2 separate regions of the Mus musculus genome follow, and region 2 is linked to region 1. A link is a contact called in public promoter capture Hi-C data. All regions are on one chromosome and are shown on one strand. The core of a region is the stretch at or near the end of the contact, and the rest is flanking DNA. Distances in the headings are between cores, read along the strand shown.

What was found. Promoter capture Hi-C pulls out the DNA fragments that hold promoters and counts their contacts.
Region 2: a contact with region 1 is called in a promoter capture Hi-C map of neural stem cells. The contact joins the promoter of Psmb10 here to the promoter of Fhod1 in region 1. A contact is called at or near these places in 10 of 39 promoter capture datasets (the 3T3-L1 cell line, 3T3-L1-derived adipocytes, the HPC-7 cell line and 7 more) and 1 of 484 Hi-C or Micro-C datasets (LSK cells).

Annotation. Positions count from the first base shown.
Region 1 is chr8:105,344,419-105,350,207 of GRCm38.p6, forward strand. Fhod1 (formin homology 2 domain containing 1) reads right to left here and starts at 3,552. Exons shown (of 22, transcript NM_177699.4): 1 at 3,235-3,552. The coding sequence starts at 3,435. It overlaps Slc9a5 (solute carrier family 9 (sodium/hydrogen exchanger), member 5), which reads left to right and starts at 3,840. Exons shown (of 16, transcript NM_001081332.1): 1 at 3,840-5,154. The coding sequence starts at 4,959. Gm46049 (a long non-coding RNA gene) reads left to right here and starts at 1,352. Exons shown (of 4, transcript XR_003947441.1): 1 at 1,352-1,423; 2 at 1,777-1,956; 3 at 2,034-2,420; 4 at 2,657-3,238.
Region 2 is chr8:105,936,586-105,942,534 of GRCm38.p6, forward strand. It overlaps Psmb10 (proteasome (prosome, macropain) subunit, beta type 10), which reads right to left and starts at 1,807. Exons shown (of 8, transcript NM_013640.3): 1 at 1,370-1,807; 2 at 1,094-1,181; 3 at 909-1,006; 4 at 656-796; 5 at 281-396; 6 at 111-169. The coding sequence starts at 1,425. Lcat (lecithin cholesterol acyltransferase) reads right to left here. Exons shown (of 6, transcript NM_008490.2): 2 at 5,746-5,902; 3 at 5,553-5,668; 4 at 5,361-5,456; 5 at 5,054-5,278; 6 at 2,966-3,555. The coding sequence ends at 2,987.

The sequences.
Region 1 (5,789 bases), core at 2,302-4,801:
CTAGTCTTCCAAAGACTCCTGCAGCAGGGGCCTGAAGAGCTCATTGACCAACAGATAAACCCCACAGGCCTCTTAACCCTTAGTGGGGGGGAGACATGGTGGCATATGCCTATAAAGCTAGCATTCATGAGCCCAAGGTAGGAAGAACAGGAATTTGAGGACAACTTATGAAACTTGCCTGGAAGAAAACATTCTAGGTGGGGGAGTAGGGTGGATGGGGCTGTAGCTCAGCTGCGAGGTGCCTATCTAGACTGCAGGAAGCCCTGGGTTTTATCCTCAACACTGCCAAAACCAAACGGAACCACAAACATCTTTGGGGACTCCTCCGATTAGCATCTATCCCTTTGGGTCAGGTTCACACTCGAGCTCTGAGGGATAAACTGAAGCGGGACCAGGGGTGTCGGGACATATTCTGGCACTGTTGTTCACCTTTGTCCTCTTTTAGTCACAGCCAGCGGAGGAAACAATGGTAATGAGCAGGACACCTAAGGGCAAACTCAGATGAGGGGACTCTGTAGCCTTTACAGCAAGGTCAAAGAATCGATTCCAGTCCCTCTTCCCAGAGCCCAGGAAAATGTGTATTATAGATGCAGTGGGGCTTTGGCTCTCAGGAAAAACTTCTAAGGCTCTTCCCAGAAATAAAGATAGGACTGGTAAATTGGAATTAGGGTATTGACATCAAAGGGTCAATTCTCCCCTGGGGCCGGACAAGTCCCTGGGCAACCAGAAGACTCTGGAGTTCCCCTAGGGACACTAGGCCTAGCCTATGGTATTGCCAGGCTTCCCCACCCCCAGCCAGGACAGAAGATGAGTCAGAGGCTGTGGCCAGGAGCTTCCTCCTAGACATGGAGGAAATGAGCAAAGTTTCTCAGGCTGGCAAAGCTCTGAATGGCTTAAAAAGGAGCCCCTGGGGGAAACTTGAGTCCAACTGGGTGTGGGGTAGGAGTCCCAGGGAGGCTGCAGGGTCTGCAGGGATGACAGAATCCAGAATGGGAGGACAGAGGTCTCTTGATTGTGATCTACCTTCTGCCAGACAATTCCACAGAGAAGGAAGCAGTGGATAGAGAAAACCTATCATCCTATTTTTGCCCAATAGCCTACACATGCGATGCCTGGGTTTCCAGCCCATCTCTCTTCTGGAAGGCAAGCAAGGTCGACTTAACCCACGTCTGTGCCCCTGGGGCACCCACTTAGAGACCTGGAGAGGAACCAGCTGTTGAAATTTCCTGCAAGGAGCCCTGATCTCCTCCTCCCACCATTCTTGGATGTCCCTGCCCCTGCCCTTTTTCTCAGTCCCTCTTCCTCCTGCCTTCTATTTTGAGTCTGTGGTCACAGTTTATATTTGGGATAAGCACATCACAGTGCATCTGACCATTCCTGGCAAAGCTATCGACTCCAGAGAGTTCTGGCTCTACACAGTGTGGTAACTTTATGCCCTTCCCAAAGCCGGGGTGGGGGGTGGGGGGTGGGGTAGAGGCAGTTCTCCCTGCAGCAGGTAGGAGATCCTAAAGATGGTCCTGTCAGATCAGGAAGTACAGAGCTGGGTGGGGCTCGGAGTGTCCTCAGTTACGGAGCAGAGAACAGGACACAGCACCTGGTTGGGGAGACAATTTTATATCCATTCATATTTCTACACACACACACACACACACACACACACACACACACACACACACCACGCACACTGAACTCAGGGGCCTTGTTGTACAGATAAAAACATGCAATGAGTTTTCTAAATGAAGAAGAGGTTCTGAATCTCGTTTTTGAACACGCCAGGCCTGGTCCCACTGTGAAGAAGGGTCTAGAGTAAGAGAAGTATCGTCTGCTCTCTAGCCTTATACATGCATGGATTTGTGATACTGGGGATCGAACCCAGGGCCTTGCACATACTAGGCAAAGTGCTACCGTCTCCGTCATCACCTTATTCCTGGCCACGGATTTTCATTAGTATTGCGGGTAAGTGGACTCAGTTCCACACCCCTTTCTCCCTGGTCTGTCTAAACAGTTGCAATTCTGCACCCTTTTCTCTGTAGTCCGTATACTAAATGCCAGGTGACCTCAGACTGGGCAAGCTTCCTCCAGACCCCTCTGAACAGAGCAGTAGAAGAACACAAAGTAGACTACGCAGAAAACTCTGGAGGTGGGCAGTATGCTGCATTCTTCCAGCTGTGGTCTTAAAGAGCTGGGGCTCTGCCTGGCCACTGGCCACTCCCCAGGCCAAGTTTCGCCGACCCCCTCCTGACTGCACTTGGAGGCAGGGCTGGCTGCAACGCGAGGAATGCAGTTTAGAGGCCTGGAGCCTAGGGCACATTCCAGGGGAGACCCCGGGGCTAAGGGCCATGTTTACGCAACCCCGCGCCCAATTGTGGCACCCCATCAACTCCCTCCCATCTCCCTCACAGCTCCCAGCTAACCCGCAGGTCAGGAACCCTGGGGGGTGGTAGTGTGTATGCCTCTGGGAGTCCTGGCCCGGAAAAAGCAAGCCGGAAAGGGATGCCTGCGGGGAGGTGGAGGGGAGGCCAGCAGGAGGGGAGGGGTGGTCCTGCTGGACATACGGAAAAATGCCTCTCTAACTGAGCAAAGTCGGCCTAGGAACGTCGGCAACTAGGGTAGGCCAGCGGTTTAAAATTAGACTGATCCACCCCCTCCCTTCCAGGCGTAGGCCACCAGCGGCGGGCCTAAGGGACCATGGGGGCGGTGACGCAAAGGGCTTTCCCACCCGGGCAGCCTCCCATGAGCGCACGGCCGCTTCCAAGGGACTCCTCTCATCCTGGCTGGGACTCCAGTCTTCAACAGCGCTGGAGAGACTGTATTCCAAGGACCCAACCCAGCCGGTAGCCTCGATCCCTTCTATGATTGCTCCCTAAACCCGCCCCTCTTTGGGGCCCCGCCCCCGACTACCTGGAGCAGGTGGAAGTCTGTCCCTTCCCAACTCCACTTCCCCAATCCGCTACAACCACAGCAGCAACCCTGGCAAAGAGGCAGCGAGGGGACTCCAAGCACCTCTTCAGGAGGGCCTAACTTTCAAGGGAAGCCCGAGTGGAACAAATCACAAACTCTCATTTGGCTTCTATACTGTCCCCTCAACTTGAGTCTCCCCCTGTAGGCAGAGGAGCATAGACCTTAGGACCCCGGCCGGAGACTTTTCTGGAGGCGAGCACCCGCCCGTGACGATCTCTCTCCTAGAAGCACTGTCTGTCCACCGCCCACCTCAACCTCCGCAGCGCCCCTCACCTTAAGAGGCGCCCCCAGGAGTCGGTGCAGAGCAGGGATCTGCGCACTCAGGGGCAGAGCCCCGTCCAGGCTGCAGGTGGGGGCCCGGCGTGGTTCCGGGAAGTTGGCACAAGCGAAAGGGTCGGTGTCTTCCAGGTACTGCACTCTCACAGTTACCACGGATACTGGGTCCCCATCCCCGCGCTCTTCCTCGCCCGCCATGGCTCTGCCACCGGCTACCGCTGGACGCCTCTTGTGTCCCCTGCAAATGCTGCAACTTCAACTCGACTAAACTTTGCTGTTAGGGCCGGGCCAGGCTGGGCCGGACGCTCGCGGCTCGAGGGGCGGAGCCAGATGAAGGTAGGACCAAGGAAGGGGGTGGAGCCAAGACTGAGCGGCGAGCGCGCGCTCGGGGTTAACCACCGCCGGAGGCGGCGCTTGGGCCAGCCACTCAGAGAGCTGGTGATCCCGTTAGTTCCATTGCTAGGAGGGCGGGAAAACCCGAGCTCCCGCTCCGCCTCAGAGCAGAGGGCGGGGAGACTTTCTTTAGATTTGGTATGGGCGAGGCTGCAGCGGATCTTTGTAAGGATTTTTAGGGCAGATGGGGGGGGGGGGGTAAATCTCTTCGGATAATCTGGGTAGCTGGGCCACTCTCAAGGGACGAGATGGGACTAATTGCTAGCTTGAAAGACAAATGAAAGCATTTCTCTCATTTGGGGAAAGCAGTAAGAAGAATCTCTTTCAATGTGGAATAAGAAGTGGAAATAGATTTTATATTTGAAAGAAGAGGTGGATTCAGTCCCCTTTAGCTGTGGGGGCAAAAAAAAAGAGGACGGGTGCTCTTTCTCGAAAAAGAATGGGATGAGTCACTGTGAGGAGGCAGGTAGCACATGTTTTTTCGGCTTGGGTGATGAATGAAAAGTGGAGACATTCTTCGGTTTGGGGCGAGATGAGTCAAATGCCCCAAGTTGTTCCTAATTTAAAGGGAATTCCATAAGGTCCTCTCAGATCCATGGAATAGGCAAACAGTTCCCTGTAGTTTGAAGGAAAGGGAAGGCGGCGCCTCTGGGCTCTGGAGAGATGAGGAATAGCCAGCTTTTCAGCCTGGAAAGAGCCGGGTCCGTCCCGGCCTTGAGGTTTCTGGGTACGTTGAGAGCACCGTTGTCCATTAGGCTTTCTGGGTGTGCCCAGTGCGCGTGCGCAGCTGTGGTCCGGTAGGGGGGTCCCAGGTTTTGGAGATCGTGCTGGAAGGCGGCAGCGCACCGCCCCCTGCGGTTTTCTCAGCTTAGCACTGGGACCCGCAGCCTGAGCACCTGGGACGGGTGGCCCGCTGCTGGGCGGTGTTCTGCAGTAGCTGCGCTTGTCTCTGCTTCCCGAGACCCCCGTCCTTCTTGGTGCTCCGGGACGCGGTGGCTGGTCACCTTTCTGAATCCGGAGGAGAGGCGGTTTAGGAGAGCACACTCGAAAGAGTGGGTTTCAGGACTCGAGGGGTTAGGAGGGTTATGCTGGGGAATTTCCGGAGATGAGATTAACCTAGAAGAGATGGAGGAGGGGATCCTAACTGCTAGGATCCTGGGCAGGGTCTCGGGGTCCGGACCTGGCCTGGGGGTATCGGAGCTCGGATTGGGGGGAGTGAGCCCCACGTGCCTGTGACGCGGGGGCGCCGGGTAGGCGGCGGCAGCGGCGGCGGCGGCGGCGGCAGCGACGCGGGGCCGGCGGCCGTGCAGTGCCCGGAGGACAGCAAGATGCTGAGCGCCGCACTGCTTCTTCTGCCCGGGTTGCCCCTGGCGGGGGCGGGGGCCACAGAAGAACCCACCCAGGAGTCCGGGCCGTTGGGTGAGCCTCCTCCAGGCTTGGCGCTCTTCCGCTGGCAGTGGCACGAGGTGGAGGCGCCCTACCTGGTGGCCCTGTGGATCCTGGTGGCCAGCTTAGCCAAAATCGGTGAGTGTGTGTGTGTGTGTGTGTGTGTGTGTGTGTGTGTGTGTGTGTGTGTGTGTGTTCGCGCGCCCGCACGCCAGGCTAGCGGCCCGCAGAGGACCCGCCCCCAAGCCCCTAGGTCTCCAGATTTGCGTCTTGCATTGTGCGGGGACTTAGGCTCCAATTCCACAAATCTGGGTTCTCTCCCATTTCCTGCTCTCTTGTGGGTCTCCCTTCTTGGTTGGTAGTTCAGGGGATTTGCCTTCCTAAGAGCTGCCTGTCGCCGCTCTCCTCTCACCGTTCCATCCTTAGACTCTTTCCCCCAGTTTCCCCTTCCCCTTGCAGTTAGCTCTCCTCAATAAACGTCAGTAAGGCCTCTCCTCCAGACGTCCAGCTTCTCAGAAACCTGTCAGCAATGAGGACGCAAGGGGACACTGAAGGGATGATATTCTCCTGGAAACCCTAGGCATTCTGGTTCTGAGAAATTTTCCTGCCCTGGAGAGACGGCCAAGAGTCTGAGATTTTAATATCTCCTGAGATAGCTAAAAGGCCACTTTTCCTATAGCATATCTCTCTACTCCACTTAAAGCTGTTGCCACCTTCTATAGCCCATTTGCAACCTCACCCTCCAATTCACATTCCTCTTTTCGATGTTTAAA
Region 2 (5,949 bases), core at 557-3,056, 590 kb after region 1:
ACTCAGTCCCTACTCAGTTGTCCCCTTCACACCTACAAGCCTTTCTTATTTCTATACTTGGCTAGGGTTTTTCAGCACTCCCCGCCAGTGAGCATGAAGAAGTCGCTCACCGTCATGTTTGGCTGGAACCGGTCTTCCAACAGTGCCACGGCTGCACCCTGACCAGAGCCTGCAGGTGGGAAGGGGCATCCGAAGTCAGTTGTTAGCTGCGGAGGTACAAACCTTGAAGGTGGGGTTGCAGGAGCAGGATTCGTGTGATTTAAAGGGTGGAAGAGCTCACCAAGGGCAGTAAAGGGCAGACGGCTGTAGGAACCATGTGGGTGCACCTCGTAGAGCTGAGGTCCGTTCAAATCAACCCCGCCCACGACCAGTGATGCCCCCACGTGGCCTTGGTACCTGTGGAGGAGCAGGCAGGGTTAATGTTAGCAGACAGGCCCCGCCCATTACACTGCCTTTTGGTCTGAGTCCCACCCCTTCCTTTGGCCTGGCGTCCTGCAATTGACGCTGCCTCTTCCGGAACTCAGCTTGGTCTGTCTTCTTCCGGTCTCCCTGCAGGTCGCAGCCCCGCTCCCCCCCACTCCACGTCCCGCCTCCTGTCAACTCCACCCACCTGCAGATACCCCGTTTAGGGGTCATCTTAGCCCCACTTGCTCACCGGAAAAGCGTCTGGCGCAGGATACGGGTGACCGTGGCCACCCGAGGCTCACGGCCGGTGGACAGCGCATGTAGTTCCATCTTGGAAGCTGCCATCCGCGTAGTCATCTCAGTGTCCGCAGCTACTCCAGCCCCACAGCAGCTAAGGGACAAAGGGATGGTGGATGTGGACAGGGACGTGCAGGGACAAAGTAGGGAGTGAGCGACAGTGCAGCTTATGTTTGAATATGGGGACTGGTCCGGGGCATACTGACTAGATTTTAGGGGCGATGAAGTGGATCTTCTCGCAGCTTTTGTCCGCCACAACCGAATCGTTAGTGGCCCGCGTGTCCGCTCCCAGGATGACTCCATCCTGCAGAGGCAGAGCCCAGCCTTAATGCCCACCTGATCTCCGCAGTGGCTGCCCTTCTAGCCCTCCAGCCCTTATCACCCCGCTTACTCGGAACACAAGCCCCGCGATGGTAGTCCCGGTCTTGCGTGCATGAGGAACCCGAAGTCCCGGAAGGACGTGTTCCAAGGACGCATTCCTGGAAACATTGGGGTGACTCGCGTTTCAGTTCTGCATCAAGGGAGGGTCCCTGAACCGGTCCCCAAACCCATTTCTACTCATCTCCTGGCTTAAGCCCCTACTTGGTCACCCAACATAGGGTTCCCCCACTCCACCAATAAAACAAGGCACCAGCAGTTCGTGACTAGAACTCCACTCCCCTTTCACCTCTGGCAGTTCTCGAAAGAGAAGCCTCCTGTGGGTTCCACTGCCTGCTTCAGCATCTCGCAGGAAGGCCAAGTGAGAATGCGGGGGTCTCGATGAGTGGATCAGCCAGGGGGAGCAGAGGCGTCTGTCCTGGCTTCTGTGGGGTTTTTCCGGACGCTTCCTACTTTCGCTTTCACCCCCACCCTAGTTCAGAGGCTGTTGGCTGCTGTGTGCATCTTCTCTTTCACTTTCGTCTTTGCTGCTAGTCCCAGATAACTTGAGGAAGGGGCTATTACACTCCTTGCCAGACCTATGGTGCGCCTTAGATCCTCCATTCCCATCTCTGCTGACACCCCCTGAGCACTGCAGGCACATACATGTATTCAGGTAAAACACTCACACACATAACCCCTTAAAAGTAAGTAGAAATGAAGCCCTTGCAGGCTTAGTTATGTGTGTGAGTGAATGTGGTATGTGCATGCCACATGCCCACCAAGGTCAGAAGAGGGCATCAGATTCCCTGGAACTGAAGTTACAGATGATCATGAGCCACCATGTGGGCGTGCCACCACGTGGGCGTTGGGAACCAAACTCAGGTCCTCTCCAAGTGCAAAAAAATGCTCTTAACTTCTGAGTGCTTGCTCTCTCTCTCTCTCTAATGTCTCACATTAAATCTTCTTTAGATGAACTGTCTTTTCTTCAGATCCTAAACTTTTTTTTTGGGGGGGGGGGGCGCTTGAAAAACTGTTTTTCAGTGTAGTTGAGTGTAGCCCTGTCTGCCCTGGAATAAGCTCTGTAGACAAGGTTGGCCTGGATGAGAAGATTAAAGGCATGTGTACCACCACGTGGCCCTAATTTTTTAATTTTTTTATGGCTTATTTTATGTGCGTTGGTGTTTTGCCTGCATGTCTGTGTGAGGTGTCAGCTCCCCTAAAACTGGAGTTACAGACACTTGTGAGCAGCCATGTGGGTGCTGGGTATTGAACCAGGGTCCTCTGGAAAAACAGCTTCTTTCAACAGACGCTGAGCCATCTCTCTAGCCCCATTTATTTGTTTGTTTTTTCGAGACAGGTTTTCTCTGTATAGCTCCGGCTGTCATGGAATCCAAGTTCTTACATTAACAATCCCCAGCCCCAATATCTTAAATTCTATTTATTTGTTTGTGTTTTGGGGACAGAATCTCTGTGGTCTTGGCTGTCCTGGAACTGTGTGTATCAGAGTGGCCTACAGAGATCTGCCTGCCTCTGCCTCCCAAGTGTTGAGTTGAAGGCGTGCACCACCATGCTTTATTATAAATTTCTGTATCCAACCAGAACTCAAAAGTCGACTTCAAATCCTATTTCTCTGTGTCCCCATTCTAACAGCCATATACCCAGATCTGAATATTGTCCTGGGCCCCTAAGAAGGAAGCCACAGAGCAAGCTTCCTGAGCAGCTCAACTAGGACAATGAAAATCTATTTACATATCTCAAAGTCAGTCCAGTCTGGGGCCTTAGCAAAGCCCACTGAACCCCGTGTTCCCCTAAGCCCAGATCAAGCATGCATCAGCCAGGTGATGCAGGTTATCTAAGGAACCTAGTAGTGCCTTCCCCTTAACCCATAACAAACACCCTGCACTTATTTATAACAGCTAGGTCTTTATTCAGGGGGTGGGGGACTTGGGCTGGCAGCTGGCGACTTAGGAGTGCGGTAGGCACCCAGTAGGATGGCATTGATATGCTCCAGTGTCTTATTGCTGAAGACCATGTTGAGGTGATCTGTCTCGTTCATGGGCAGCAAATGTACGGGCTGCGACTGGCGGCCCTGCCACTGGCCACAGAGCTCAGTGCTGCGGGTGGCTACGGTGTCGTCCCCATCTTCATAGAGTGCAGCCACGGGGTCTTTGTAGGGGAAGTTGTGGTCATAGATGTAGGTGTGGGGTGTGGGTCTGCCCACACCGTAGAGACAATATACTTCTACACCAGGTGCGGGGAGGCGCTCCAGTAGGTCACGAGACTGAAGAAACATGTGCCAGCCTTCTTCAAAATGCAGATCTGTGAAAAAACGCTCAAAGTCTTGGACGGTGTAGTTGAAGTTTGGTGTGGAAATGAACACATGGTCTTCAGGCCACACGTGAGGGGCTGGGAGCATCCAGGGGGAAGTCGTGGTTATGCGCTGCTCCTCTTTCAGCTTTATGTTGGACAGGATGGGGATGCCCTGGTTGTCACCTAGGACAGGGGAGAACAAGGTGGGACAGGGAGCTGGGCCTGGTCCACAGTTTACCTCGGCAAAAGCACTCCACCTTGTTTCTGCCACAACCTGATCTTGATTCCAAAACACAGACAAGAGCAGGCCTGGTGTTCGGTTAAGTGCTCCGTATGCTTATTTGCGGGGGCTGGAGAGATGGCTCAGCGGTTAAGAGCACTACTGTTCTTATGAAGGTCCTGAGTTCAAATCCAACAACCACATGGTGGCTTACAACCATCTGTAATGGGATCTGATACCCTCTACTGGTGTGTCTGAAGACAGCTACAGTGTACTTACATATAAATAATAAATAAATCCTAAAAAAAATAAAAATAAGGGCTGGAGAGATGGCTCAGTGGTTAAGAGCACTGACTGCTCTTCCAAAGGTCCTGAGTTCAAATTCCAGCAACCACATGGTGGCTCACAACCATCTGTAATGAGATCTGATGCCCTCTTCTGGTGTGTCTGAAGACAGCTACAGTGTACTTAGATACAATAATAAATAAATCTTAAAAAAATAAAAATTAAAATAAATAAATAAAAGAGGCTATGCTGGTAAGACAGAGCTCAAACAGGGAAGACGACAGGGAAGATGGGGCCTCAAACAGAGTGTATGACAGTTAAAGAGAATAAGGGATATGTGTTTGTGTGTGTGTGTTGGCTATTCTTCCTTAGGTCCTCTGCCTATGCTACACAGTGGTCACAGGACTGCATTTCAGGAGATTTAGACAGTATCTGTTTTGGTTTCTTTGGGTTTTGTTTTTGTTTTTTTTGAGACAGGGTTTCTCTGTGTAGTCCTGGCTGTTCTGGAACTTACTCTGTAGACCAGGCTGGCCTCAAACTCAGAAATCTGCCTGCCTCTGCCTCCCAAGTGCTGGGATTAAAGGCGTGTGCTACCACTGCCCGGCAATGGTATCTGCTTTACATCCAGTCGTACAGTCTGGTGGATCACTCACTAGACTGTAAACTTCACAGTGAAGGCTAAGTCTGGCTACGCCCAGTATACGGTGGTGTTTAGTGAGCAGTAGCTGTATTAGTACTGGGTCCCTGGGGCTACTGCACAAACAGGAGCAAGAAGGATCCCTAGGTTTGGCCCTGCCGTGGCAGATCATGTCCTCAATGAAACAGATTCCTGGGCACAGGGGCTCTGGGAGGTAAAATGTAGCTAAAAGCCATAGTGTACAGGACTTGGGGGCTACCAGGAGCAAATCTGGGGTTGACAGACGACTGGGATTGGCTTCCTCTATCAGCACTCAAGGACTCTGGAAGGAGATGTCCAAATGGTTGCTGCTTTCAAGGGGCTAAAGGACAACAGGTGTGCCCTGACAGACAGACAGACAGACAGACAGACAGACAGACAGACAGACAATATCCCCGGGGCAACACTGAGCAGAGCTGGAGTGACGGCTAGCTAGCTCTGTGATCTGCTTCACTCCTCCTTACCCCACACTGGATGACCACGCCCAAGAGGCTCCTCACCTGAGGCCAGGATCCGCATGGCCTTGATGGAACCACCCCACGGAGCCCCGAGAGAGATAAAACCATCAATGAAGTGGTCCTTCCAGGACTGAGGCTGCCGCAGTAAGAAGTGGAGCACATGCAGACAGCCAAGGCTATGCCCAATGAGGAAGACAGGCTTCCCATAAGCGGCATACATCTCCTCTACCAGGCCAGCCAGCTTCTTGTAGTATTCATCCTGCTGGTCTGAAGACGAGTAGATAGGTCAGGGTAGTTAGGACCTGGGACCACCTGTCAAGGCCCCAGCCCATCACCTGCAAACACTTACGGGGTGCCAGACGCCAGTCATAGGGTGCGGCCCGCACTGTCTCATCCCGCACATATCCGTTGTTAACCAGATTCTGCACCAGTGTGTGCAGGTAGCCTGTGGGGAGGCAGAAACAGAGGGGATTCTGTCCATTATGCCCGCAGGCTAGCCCGGTGGCCAAGAAGAGTCCTTGCCTTTCCCGGGTACACACACCTGCTAGCTTGTTGTCATCCACGTACTCAACAGATTCGGTCTTGCCAAAGCCAGGGACACGGATCTGGACACCAGGGGCATTGGACACGCGCCCAGAGCTGTGGTTGTAGACAATCCTGGGGATAGTGGGACATTTAGCAGCCAGCAGCCAAGGGTCAACGTGCAGGGGTTTGGTAGACCACACAGGACATACCTGGTATTATCAATCCAGCAGTCCACCCCGAGGGGGAGAAACAAGTTGAAATCCAGCCAGATGGTGAAGAAGTCCTCTGTCTTACGGTAGCACATCCAGTTCACCACATCTGGTTTATCCAGCTTGGCTTCTAGCCGATTCCCCAAGCAGCCAGGCACTGTGGGCACCAGCTTTTGTTCTGAACCTCTTGGCTTCTCTCCAACC